Regions from separate parts of the Rattus norvegicus genome. Here region 1 is linked to region 2. The links are chromatin contacts, called in public Hi-C maps. All regions are on one chromosome and are shown on one strand. Each heading gives the region's core, a stretch centred on a gene start, on an enhancer-like site or on the middle of the called end of the contact. The rest is flanking DNA. Distances are from core to core; before and after follow the strand shown. Region 1 holds the start of Slc9a8 (solute carrier family 9 member A8). Region 2 holds the start of Znfx1 (zinc finger, NFX1-type containing 1).

Region 1 (5,275 bases), core at 655-3,154, 360 kb after region 2:
TCCTCGAGCTCGGACCAACCTAAGACACGGGGCCCGGTGGCGATAGGGTGACCCAACGATGGGTAAGGCCAAGTCATCGTCAGGAACGACCTAAGACAGGAGCAATGACAAGATTGACGTGACACCCAGATCTAGACCAGTCATTTTATTAAACAAAAAAGGGGGAGATGTAGGGAGCGGTGCGACAGCTGTATGATAATGAGGTGAATCTGGCGCCCTCCTAACAACAGTACTGAGCATGCGTGGAGTTTTGCACCTGACGTCAGTCTGGCTGGGGCGGTACTATGCTAAATGGGAGTTCATGCCTCGCCAATCTCTGGAGGACAAGTAGCTGGGATGCAGTGGGGTGACTCGTGCCCCACCAATCCCTGAAAGAAGATTAGCACGGCGCGGTAACACTTAAAGCTGTAACACTTGGAGCTGTAACACTTGGAGCTGTAACACTTAGGGCTGGCTGCCGCCGCCTCCCTGTATCAACAAAGAAGGTGTCCTGCAGTAAAGGCTGTTGAGAAGAATCCAACCGTGTTGCGTCTTCCTTGCCGGACGAGGTGGGCGCGACACTTGCGCTCGCTAGGCAAGCGCTCTATCACTGAGCTAAATCCCCAACCCTGGTTCATTTAATTTTATCTTGCCTTAATAGCAGGCTTTCCTTGTTCCTTTGTATAGCCTCAACCCCACAAAGTACATCTCAGCATACAATAGGTCTCTATAGAGAATTTGGGCATGTTAGCTCAGCAGAAGGATACCTGCCTTCCATGTGTTGCTCTTAGTTCCATCCCTGAACAGAAGTAGACAGATACCTGAATGGGGATGGAGCGGGGTATCTCTCACCCTCTAGTCCCAACTACTCAAGATGCTGAGAGAGAAGGATCATTTTCTGGGAAAGTGACAGAGCAATCATTTATTACTATCTTTTAAGCTTTATTAAAGGGGGAAAGAACTACCTAGGGTTGAGGGGCCCCGGAGCACACCCAGAAAGTTCCATGAAGACCTCAGCAGTTTCAGGCCAGTTTTAAGTAATAGTAAAGACTGTTCAAGTGTTGAAAGCCCAGGACCTCAGTTAGTATTCCCATTATCCACATAAAAGCCAGGGATGGCTGCTGGCATCTGTAACCGTAGGGATAGGGAGACTGAGAAGGGAGTATCCCTGGAAGTTGTTGGCTAGCCACTATGGCATGTCCCCAGTTTCAGGTTCTGTGTCTCATAAATTAAAGTGGAGCATGAATAAGGAAGACATCTGATAACCTCGGACTTCCTAGTGTAATCGCCACATACAGGTTAAAAAGAATCTGTTGGGGTGCCAAGATAGCTCAATGATTAAAGGCGGTGCCGCCAATCTTTACTACCAGAGTTCAATGCCAAGGATCCACACAGTGTAAGGCGAGAATGAACTCAAGTTGTCCTGGATCTCATTTTCACATATAACACACCAACTGGTAAACCTCTGTATTCCTAGTTCTCAACGTTTATACTAGGAGTACACTGTCTAGCGTTTGCCCTCTGCCTACTCTTCCCAAAGCTGGGAAAACTGAAGCTGACTCGAATGCCTCCAGACTCCCTCCGCACAGCCTCCCTGGACGCCCAGACACCTCTTCCCCCCATTTTTACCCCCGTGATTTCCACGCGGTAAGGACCGCTTTCCAATCACAGCTGAGTCACCAGGATCTCAAAAGTTTCCCCCAAATCCTTGCCAGGGACCGGAAAAAGTCGTACTGTCCTGAGGGCAGATCGTCGCCTGGCCTGGCCGGAAAAAGCCTACAGAAAGTCCCCGAAGTCATCCAATTCTCCAGCCACCAAAAGGACGGGGCAGAGGGCCACCCCGGGAGGCCAAGCCCCGCCCCTGCCCGCAGCGGAAACCGGAAGCAGCCGCAGGCCCAGCTAGCCCTGCGGCGCCGAACTCTATAGTCTCCGAAGCTCGCAGGACTGGGGTGAAGATGGCGGAGGAGTGAGTTCGCTGCTTCGGGTAGCGGAGGCGGCAGGGCCGGGCCGGCGGGCGACAGCGGGCCTTGGACGCCCGGGTGGAGTGGCGCGGGCCCACGGAGCTGGGGTTGGCAGGGCGGGGCGGGATGAGGTCTCGGGTCCTGCGGCCTCCCGGAGGTCTGATATCGATCACCACGCACAGGCCTGTAGTATACGTAGCCTGGAAGCCACGAACGTCATTCCCTCTTTCAGTTTCCGGTTATCTGAGGATTTCCAGCCTCCTGCTCTTTCTCACGGAAGTTCTCCCATTGCCACAATCAGCCACTGGCATCCCCCGTAACCATCAGCAACCTCCAATTGTTTTTGTCTGTCCCTAGCAGGTTTCTTTCATTCATTAACTACTGGTAGACCGTTTCTCTCGGCCTTGGGAATCAGGAGCCGCCCACAGGGAGCCGCCATGATGCTCTAGTAGGAGACTGTGTAGACAGGGCGTTTTCAGACCCTGCCAAATGTTTGGAAGGAAATGGAATAGCATGAGGGACAAGAAGTCCACCCTAGGGGGTAAAAAGACGTCTTCTGGTCGGAAACTTGAAACCTTATAGGAGAGATGGGGAAGGTGACCTGTTAAAAAAGATCCGAACCAAGAAGGGGCTGATGCTGGGCTGTAGCGCAGGGTCCCCAGTTCAGTCCCTAGTACTGCCAGGAAAGAGAAGGGAAAGAGTGAGTACTTCAGAGTGGCAAGTGGTGTACAGTGTCCAGAGCAACTGACAAAATGAGGTTCACTCCAGGTCTTTTTGGAGATGTGCTACTGTTATACAAATTCTCTCTTTGAAATGAGTCCCAGAAAATGAACAAGGAACCCCATAACTGATGCTGAACTTTTACCGGGAGCACTTCAGGTAGCACTTGGCCACTCAGGTACCAAGTATTAACTCCTTTGTTATGTACCCGTGCTGTCACAGACACTAAGGTAGGCCTCAGCAGTACAAGACAAAGGTTAATATAGAGCCAAATGGTTTGAGGTGTGGGTTTGCAGCTTGGTCAGATTATGGGCTCGTAAGGTGGTGGTCTGGTCTGTAGTCTGGAGAGAAGCAATGCTCGATGGTCACAACCCTGTCACTACTATCCTAGTTTACAGACCTCACCTTGACAACAAGGACGGAAGTGTGTGTGTCCCAGAGCAGCAACCTGGCCTTTTGAGACTCAGGAAGGGTTTGGTAGGGTAGGTTAGGGCATTCTGGGTATAACTGGGTAGATTCAGCTGACTACTTCAGTTTATGGACGTAATCCCAGTAGGGCTGGAATCTGACTGCTCTCGCCTTTGCCCGCCATGCCTAAGGTCCTGAGTTCAATCCATAGTTTAGTCAAACACACTCACACTACATCCAAAATTCAAGAAAATTGTGGAGAGACTCCAGTTCTACCCTAGGAATTTGCTTTTGTTTTGTTTTCTTTCTTTTGTTTTTTTTTTTTAAGATTTATTTATTTTATGTGTATGAGTACACTGTAGCTGTCTTCAGACACACCAGAAGAGGGCATCAGATCCCATTACAGATGGTTGTGAGCCACTATGTGGTTGCTGGGAATTGAACCTCTGGAAGAGCAGTCAGAGCTCTTAACCACTGAGTCATCTCTCCAGCCCTTGTTGTTTTCTTTCCAGACAGGCTCATGTAGCCCACAAAACTGCTCTTGAACTCACTGTGCATCACTATGTAGGCCCGGGGGGCCTTGGTCTTGAACTCTTAGCTTTCCTGCATCTGTCTCCCAAATTCAGGTATTACAGGTATGGACACACAGCATCCTTCTCCCCTCAACCCAGGCAAGGTTTTTCTGTGTAGAACTGTCTGTCCTGGAACTTGCTCTGCTGGCCTCCAGCTCAAAGAGATCTGCCTGCCTTTGTTTTCTGAGTACTGGGGCTAAAGAGATGCACCACCACTACTACCCCTGCCTTTCTCTTTTTGTTGTTTTTGGTGGGGAAAAGGGACCTATTGGCAATTACCTCTAGAGTCTGCTGAGTGCTAGGCAGGTGCTCTATTCGTTCTTTTATGCGAGACAAGGTTTCTCTGTGCAGCTCTGGAGCTCTACATTGATAGGCTGCAAACTTGTTGGGATTAAGGCATGTGCCACTGTGCCCACCTCTTTTACTTTATATTTGAGTCAGGGCCACTAAGTTAGACCTAGGCTGGCATTTAACTCACTAGGCCCTGCAAGCTTTGAATTTGTGATCCTCTTGCCTAACCAACTGTACATAACCTCAGGCTTTATGTTTTTGTTCTGTTAGCTTATGCTAACATGTAGCCCAAGCTGGTGTCAGAGTGGAAAATGCCCTCGGACTCTTTTTTTTTTTCTATTTTTCGGAGCTGGGGACCGAACCCATGGCCAAGCGCTCTACCACTGAGCTAAATCCCCAACCCCGCCCTTGGACTCTTGATCCTTCTCCTCTTCCTCCTGGGTGCTGGGATTCTAGGCCTGAGCCACACAACTGGTTTATACAATATAGAAGATCAAACCCAGGGCTTCTTACAGGTACTACCAGCTGAGTTGCATCCCTCTACCCTTTATAACTCTTTCTCCATAGTCCTGACCCCTTTCTTCCTGACCTCTGGATGGATGGCCACAGTCACAGATGATAGAAGTCACTGGTGTATTGTGTAGGGAGGAATACCTCTTCAAGGCCTGTCTGCTGTTTACACCATGAGAGCTTTGCAGAATTGTCTTTCAGTCAAGTGTTTGATTCCTTGACCCTCTTTATCTGAATGCTACTTGTATATCTCCAACAGGTTCTCCAACACGACCCATGAGAGCTTCAACTTCACCCTTCACACCACTTTGGGTGTCACCACGAAGCTGGTGCTGCCAACACCAGCCAAGCCTATTCTTCCGGTGCAGACAGGAGAGCAGGCCCAGCAGGAGGAGCAGTCAAGTGGCATGACCATTTTCTTCAGCCTTCTCGTCCTAGGTGAATAAGCCAGAGGTGTCTGTAACACATTAAAGCTTCCTTTGCTTCCTGAAGTCAGGCCTAGCAGTTCCACAAAGCAATGTCTTAGCTTTTTAGCTTTTTTTTTTTTTTTTTTTGGTTCTTTTTTTCGGAGCTGGGGACCAAACCCAGGGCCTTGCGCTTCCTAGGCAAGCGCTCTACCACTGAGCTAAATCCCCAACCCCTTCTTTTTAGCTTTTAAAAGAAGAAATTTTTTTTTTTTTAAAGACAGCATTTCTCTTAAGTTCAGCCCTGATAGGCATGGAACTCACTCTGTAGACCAGGCTGGTCTTAAACTCACAGAGATCCACCTGCCTCTGCCTCCCATTTCCTGGGATTAAAGCTGTGTACCACTACCGCCTGGCTAAGAAAGAGCTT
Region 2 (5,268 bases), core at 834-3,333:
TCCAGAGGTCCTGAGTTCAATTCCCACCAACCACATGGTGGCTCACAACCATCTGTAAAGAGATCCGATGCCCTCTTCTGGTGTATCCGAAGACAGCTACAGTGTACTTACATATAATAAATAAATAAATCTTTAAAAAAAAAAAAAAGCACTTGGGAAAGTAGAAGCAGGAAGATCAGAAACTCGAAGACAGCCTCCACTGAGCCTGAGGCCAACATGGACTCTATGAGACCCCGCTTCAATAAGCACACACACAAGGGCTCAGGGCCTTACTGGGCATTTTCATGACATGGCAGTTGACAGGTTCCTGCTCCCTCCCACTAGAGAATAAGTGAGCTCTTAGCATTCTTGTTGCCTTTCTTCTGTCTTGACGATTTCTGATGCTGGGTGAAGAGGAAGCCCCTTCAGGGAACTTCTCAATAGAACTCATCCTGTGGATGCAGGGGGGTGGGGTGGTGGTGACTCAGTTCTCAGCAATAGGATTGACTGTCCTCACAGTTTTAAAATATTCATAGTTGGAAACCGTGAATAGATTTGGCATTGTATGAGAGGTGGCTTTTATTCTTATCAGAAAAAAAAAAAAAAGAGTCCCTTCTCTTCCCACTGGGAATATTTTTGTGGTGTCTTTTCTCCTCATCTTACCAAACCCTGTTCTCATGATGCAGGCTCAATGGCTAGTGTTTGTTTTAATTTTTTTTTTCCCCCTGAGAAAATCCCTTCTCCCTCATTTTGGAAAATACTAAAATAGAATGCCAGCAGTGAAAAGTGTAAAAGGAAATGGAAGAAAATAGTGCTAGAAAAGACAAGGAAAGAGGGGGGAGCAGGCAGGGGAGTGGGAGCTTTTTGCTTAGGGTTTTGAGGGAACCAAGGCAAGAGAGCAGCAGATTAGCAAGGGTTAAGCTGTTGCATGGATAACAAGTAAAGAACTCTAATTACAGGGTAAGAAGAAAGAGGATGGAGCAAGAGGTGGCAGCTGGGTTGCAGAGTAAGTTTCAAGTTCTGAAAGAAGTCTCCACACCTCGCATCCCTCAGAGAAACACTGTAAGGTTAACAGAAAGCTGGAAAGATCTGGGGGGAACTTAGAGGTCGGCAGAGCTTAGGGATAGGAGCCCAGGGTGGCTGTGGGAGAAGTGGGGATAGAGATAGGGTTGAGAAATGAAGAGAGTGGGGCTCCGGCGGCTGGGATCAGAGGCAGGACAGGTGTTGTGGGTACACGTGGAGAACTATCATCTATGATGAGCCCAGGGGATGCTAGAGGCGCTCCCAGGAGTGACTGGGTGCTGAGATGAAGGGCTCCTGGGGGAGGGAGGTGATCAGGGTGGTGACAGGTGAACTGAAGAGAGGCAAAGCAGGGTAATGGCAGTACTAGAGGCTCAGGAGGTGCTGGGTGCTGGGGGAGGAGACACCGACTCTGGAGGTGATGGGGGATGCTAAGGAGAAGAGACAGGAACTCTGGGGAGTGATGGTGAGGATGATGGGAAGGAACAGGGATTTAGGGGTGAAGGGGATGCTGAGGAGAGTAAACAGGGACTGGGGAATGGGGCTGCTAACCACGTAGACTTTACTCAGGGAACGATTGGGGGCTGAGGGTAGAGGTGGGAGGACAGGACTCTGGGGGTGGTAAGAAAAAGATCCTGGGGTGACGGGAGATCTCCAGATACTCCGGGGCTATAGGGGAACTGAGGAAAGGGAACAGGGGCTCCGGGGGCTATAGAATTGAGGGAAGGGGACAGGGACTCCGGGGCTATAGGAGAACTAAGGGAAGGGGACAGGGACTCTGGAGACTACAGGAGAACTGAGGGAAGGGGACAGGGACTCCAGGGGTGGTGGGGGCGCTGAGTGGAACAGACAGGGACTCCAAGGCTAACCTGACACCCGGCCCGAGACAGAGCGGGGCGCCGGCGGTCGCAGCGCCGCAGAAGCAGGTGCGAGATAGGGCGGAGGCCACTCACCGGCTCGGGTGCGTCCTCGGCAGGGCTAGAGCTCAGCTCTGGCCCTGGCAGGTCGCGGCCCCGCCCGGCACCGCGAACTTTCGGTTTCCAGTCCCCGCAGCCCCTGGGCGGGGCGAGTAGCCGGGTGGGCGGCCCGGAGGAAGAGGAGGCCGCGCAGGACGAGGAGGCGGTGCCGCGGGCGCCAGCGAGAGGCTGGGCTCGCCTGCGCCCCCGCCCTCGGGGCGGGCGGAAGGGCGGTGTCGCCTCAGCCCCCGAGGCGGCGGCTGGACTGGCGGCTCCCGAGGGCGCGGCTGAGGGGAGGACGCGGCGGGGGGCGGGCTGACTGCGCCCCCGGTGGCCGCAGGTCTCGGCCGGCCCCGGAGCCGGGGAGACGCGGCGGGCGGCTCGTGAGTGCCAAGCGCGACATGGCGCGGAAGCCGAGAAGCCCTGGAGGCCCAGTGAGCACGGGGAGGGGCTAGAGACTGGCTGGACAACCATTAGAGAGCTGGGGCCGGGAGGCTAGGGGACTACATTTCCCAGGACGCCAAGCGGTCGGGTCCGGAAACGACGGACTTTGGGCTAAGTGCGCAGGCGCACGCGCCGCCGTGGTCTATATAAAGAAGGTTCGCTCCCTTTTTCGTCCTTTGATTCCTGAGTCTCCGTGAGGTGTTCTCGTGGTTACGATAGGTCTCTTCCCTGTGATATTCATTTGCAGATGGTGAGTTGAGTTCCCACAGCACAATTTTCCTTTTTCTTTTTTGGTAACTTCTTACCAAGTTTAATTGCTGGAGCCGCTCCTAGTTCTCCGGGTGTGGCTTATGGAATGCCATCCTCAGGTTGACCTTGGAGGAGGTGATTCGGGTGGAAAAGACGCCTTCTTGTTCAGCCTGGAAAGTTTTTGCTGGTGTAAATGATGACCTCACTTTTTTCCCCGTCATATCGACAGTGCTGATGTCTTAAAACATTTGCCAGTTAGTTCTGATAACACCGGCCTCCAGGAACCCTGGTCTGCTTTGTTCCGGTCGAGGGTAGGTGGTGATTGATACTTTGTTTTGTAGGCTGGACTGATCAAGCAGTACAGAATGGAGGTCGGAGGGAGAGAAGGTCCTCCAGGGAGATGAGAAATCGCCGAGCACCTTAAGTCTCAAGGTACTCATTTGTCTTGTGGCCTAATGTGGGAAACACGTGCTTTGAAAAGCCTTTAAAGGCGGGACGGTGTGTGTGGGGGGAACACCCTCATAGAAGGGGGATGGCATAGGGTGGTTTATGAACGGGAAATTGAAGTCAAAAGACATTTAAGTGCGCTGTGATAGGAAATTAAATGCGAGTTAGTGCTGATATTGTTTAAGTGTTGAGGATTGAACCTCCGTTAACCCTAAGCACACAATCCTAAGTATACGTCTTTTTTTTCTTCCCTAAATATCCTGATTGCTACTTGTAACTTTTTTTTTGTTCGGAGCTGGGGACCGAACCCAGGGCCTTGAGCATGCTAGGCAAGCGCTCTACCATTACTTGGCACATTTTAAATTCTCATTTCACATCTGTACATACAGATCCACAAGATGCAATGCTCTGTCCTTACTCAACCTGCCCTGGTTGGTAGAACTGCCTGAGAGAGGGCAGTGGTAGGGCGCTTGCTAGGCAAGTGCAAGGCCCTGGGTTCGGTCCCCAGCTCCGAAAAAAAGAAAAAGTGGTCTCATGAGTTTTGGCCTGTAGCATTTTCTTAGCAATTTGATATTAGAGGGCACAGCCATTTTTGGGCAGTGTCTGAGCCTCCTTGTCGAGTTGTTGGAATTTCTTTGGTGTATGCATGATTATTTTTCCTTTTTAAAAAGCCGTGAAACGCGTTTACTCAAGTATTTGCAGCCAGGTGCTTTTTTTTTATTTTTCCGGAGCTGGGGACCGAACTCAGGGCCTTGCCCATGCTAGGCAAGCGCTCTACCACTGAGCTAAATCCCCAACCCCAGCCAGGTGCTTTTCAAAGCAGTGTGATCATGTCTGTCCTCAGCTACTGTGTTCTGGTGGTGTCCATCCTAACCTGCTCAGAATGTGAACTACATGCCCTTAATGGAGGAACTAGGCCCAGGCAAAATGACGTGTATGTTTGAGGCAAGCTAGGGCTGCGGCGTGGGACCTAGAGACCCGAAGGGTGCTGCTGTGTCTGAACAGTACTAGTCAAGTCAGACTTGTATACTTGAGAATACCTCAGCAACTCTGACTAGTCATTGCAGACACTGGTATTACAGCTGTTGCCTCTGAAAGAGATGTAGTCCTGACTAGCTACCTACCTAACACTTAGGATTAGGTAGGATTAGGTTCAAAGCTTCCAGCAGGCATGTGTGATGACTCAACTTTTTTCCCCATCAGATCGACCATGTTGATCACAGTCTTTTAAGCCAGTTTATCTGACATGCCTGCTTGACAGCGCCTGCTGCTGCTGTGCCCCTTGGTCCAGGTAGTTGATGTTATTTTCTGTATTTTTTTTACCTAAGGTTTGCTGACGGCCAAGACCAGGCTTTGAATGAATGGTGAACTCAGAGGGGAGCGCGTTGGTAAGTGTCCCTCCTCCAGTGCAGACTTGTTTCTACTTGACACAAATTGGGCTGGTGAAGCTGATGATACCACTTCTTTCCCCATCAGATCGACCCTGTTGATCTCATATGCTAATAGCCAGTTTTCTCTGATGCACCAGCCCCTGGAATGACTCATCTTGGCTTTAATCTGTTTCATGTATTAATGGCTCCCATCTATTTTCTTTTCTACAGGCCTGAGGAACCCACGGATGCCAGTGTTGGTCTATTCTTGCTTTCAGGTGCGAGTCTGTTTTGACCTGTTTCTAGGGATGTTAGCAACAAGTATGGAGGGTAATGGACCCAGTTCTGAAGCTGTTCTTAGGGCTCTTGATACTCAAGTTTACCATGTTGCTCAGTGGGATTGGAGGGGAGGGGAATGTGTATGTTGCCAGGTCATCTACCTCATCTGATATTAGATCAAGGAGTGGGCCAGAGTGAGTTTCAGGATGCTGCTCCTGTCAGGCAAGCCTATCAACAACTGTTTTTCTTTTTAGGTACCCCTTGGAACACAGAATAGCAGTCTAGTCCTGCTGCCACCCCCACAAGGCTGGGCATGGTTCAAAGGCATGCAGGATGCAAAGAAGAGTCAGCTTTGGCTGGGGAGGAGTGGTTTGGTGTACACTGCTACTGAAATAGAAACTTTTGGCCTTCTGTCTGTAGAAATAAAAATCTGACTTGGTGATGTTTTTATATCTACTGCCCCTCAGTTTTTCTGGGTTAACCCTGGAGTGTACTGGGTCTACTCCAAATGCCAGATTAGTGAT

The links. A called contact is a pair of places that touch in the nucleus more often than the background predicts.
Region 1: a contact with region 2 is called in a Hi-C map of psoas muscle, with 2.2 times the contacts expected there. The contact joins the promoter of Slc9a8 here to the promoter of Znfx1 in region 2. A contact is called at or near these places in 3 of 12 Hi-C or Micro-C datasets (the A7r5 cell line, frontal cortex and psoas muscle) and 1 of 1 datasets of contacts at active chromatin or transcription factors (oligodendrocytes).

The regions. Positions count from the first base shown.
Region 1 is chr3:176,565,221-176,570,495 of GRCr8, forward strand. It overlaps Slc9a8 (solute carrier family 9 member A8), which reads left to right and starts at 1,905. Exons shown (of 16, transcript NM_001025281.2): 1 at 1,905-1,945; 2 at 4,701-4,879. The coding sequence starts at 1,935.
Region 2 is chr3:176,208,729-176,213,996 of GRCr8, forward strand. It overlaps Znfx1 (zinc finger, NFX1-type containing 1), which reads right to left and starts at 2,084. Exons shown (of 14, transcript NM_001389271.1): 1 at 1,953-2,084. Snord12c (small nucleolar RNA, C/D box 12C) reads left to right here and starts at 2,832; the gene lies at 2,832-2,923. It overlaps LOC100911177 (a long non-coding RNA gene), which reads left to right and starts at 2,602. Exons shown (of 5, transcript NR_110672.1): 1 at 2,602-2,649; 2 at 2,990-3,080; 3 at 4,424-4,483; 4 at 4,697-4,743; 5 at 4,999-5,193. It overlaps Snord12 (small nucleolar RNA, C/D box 12), which reads left to right and starts at 4,261; the gene lies at 4,261-4,349. It also overlaps LOC134478805.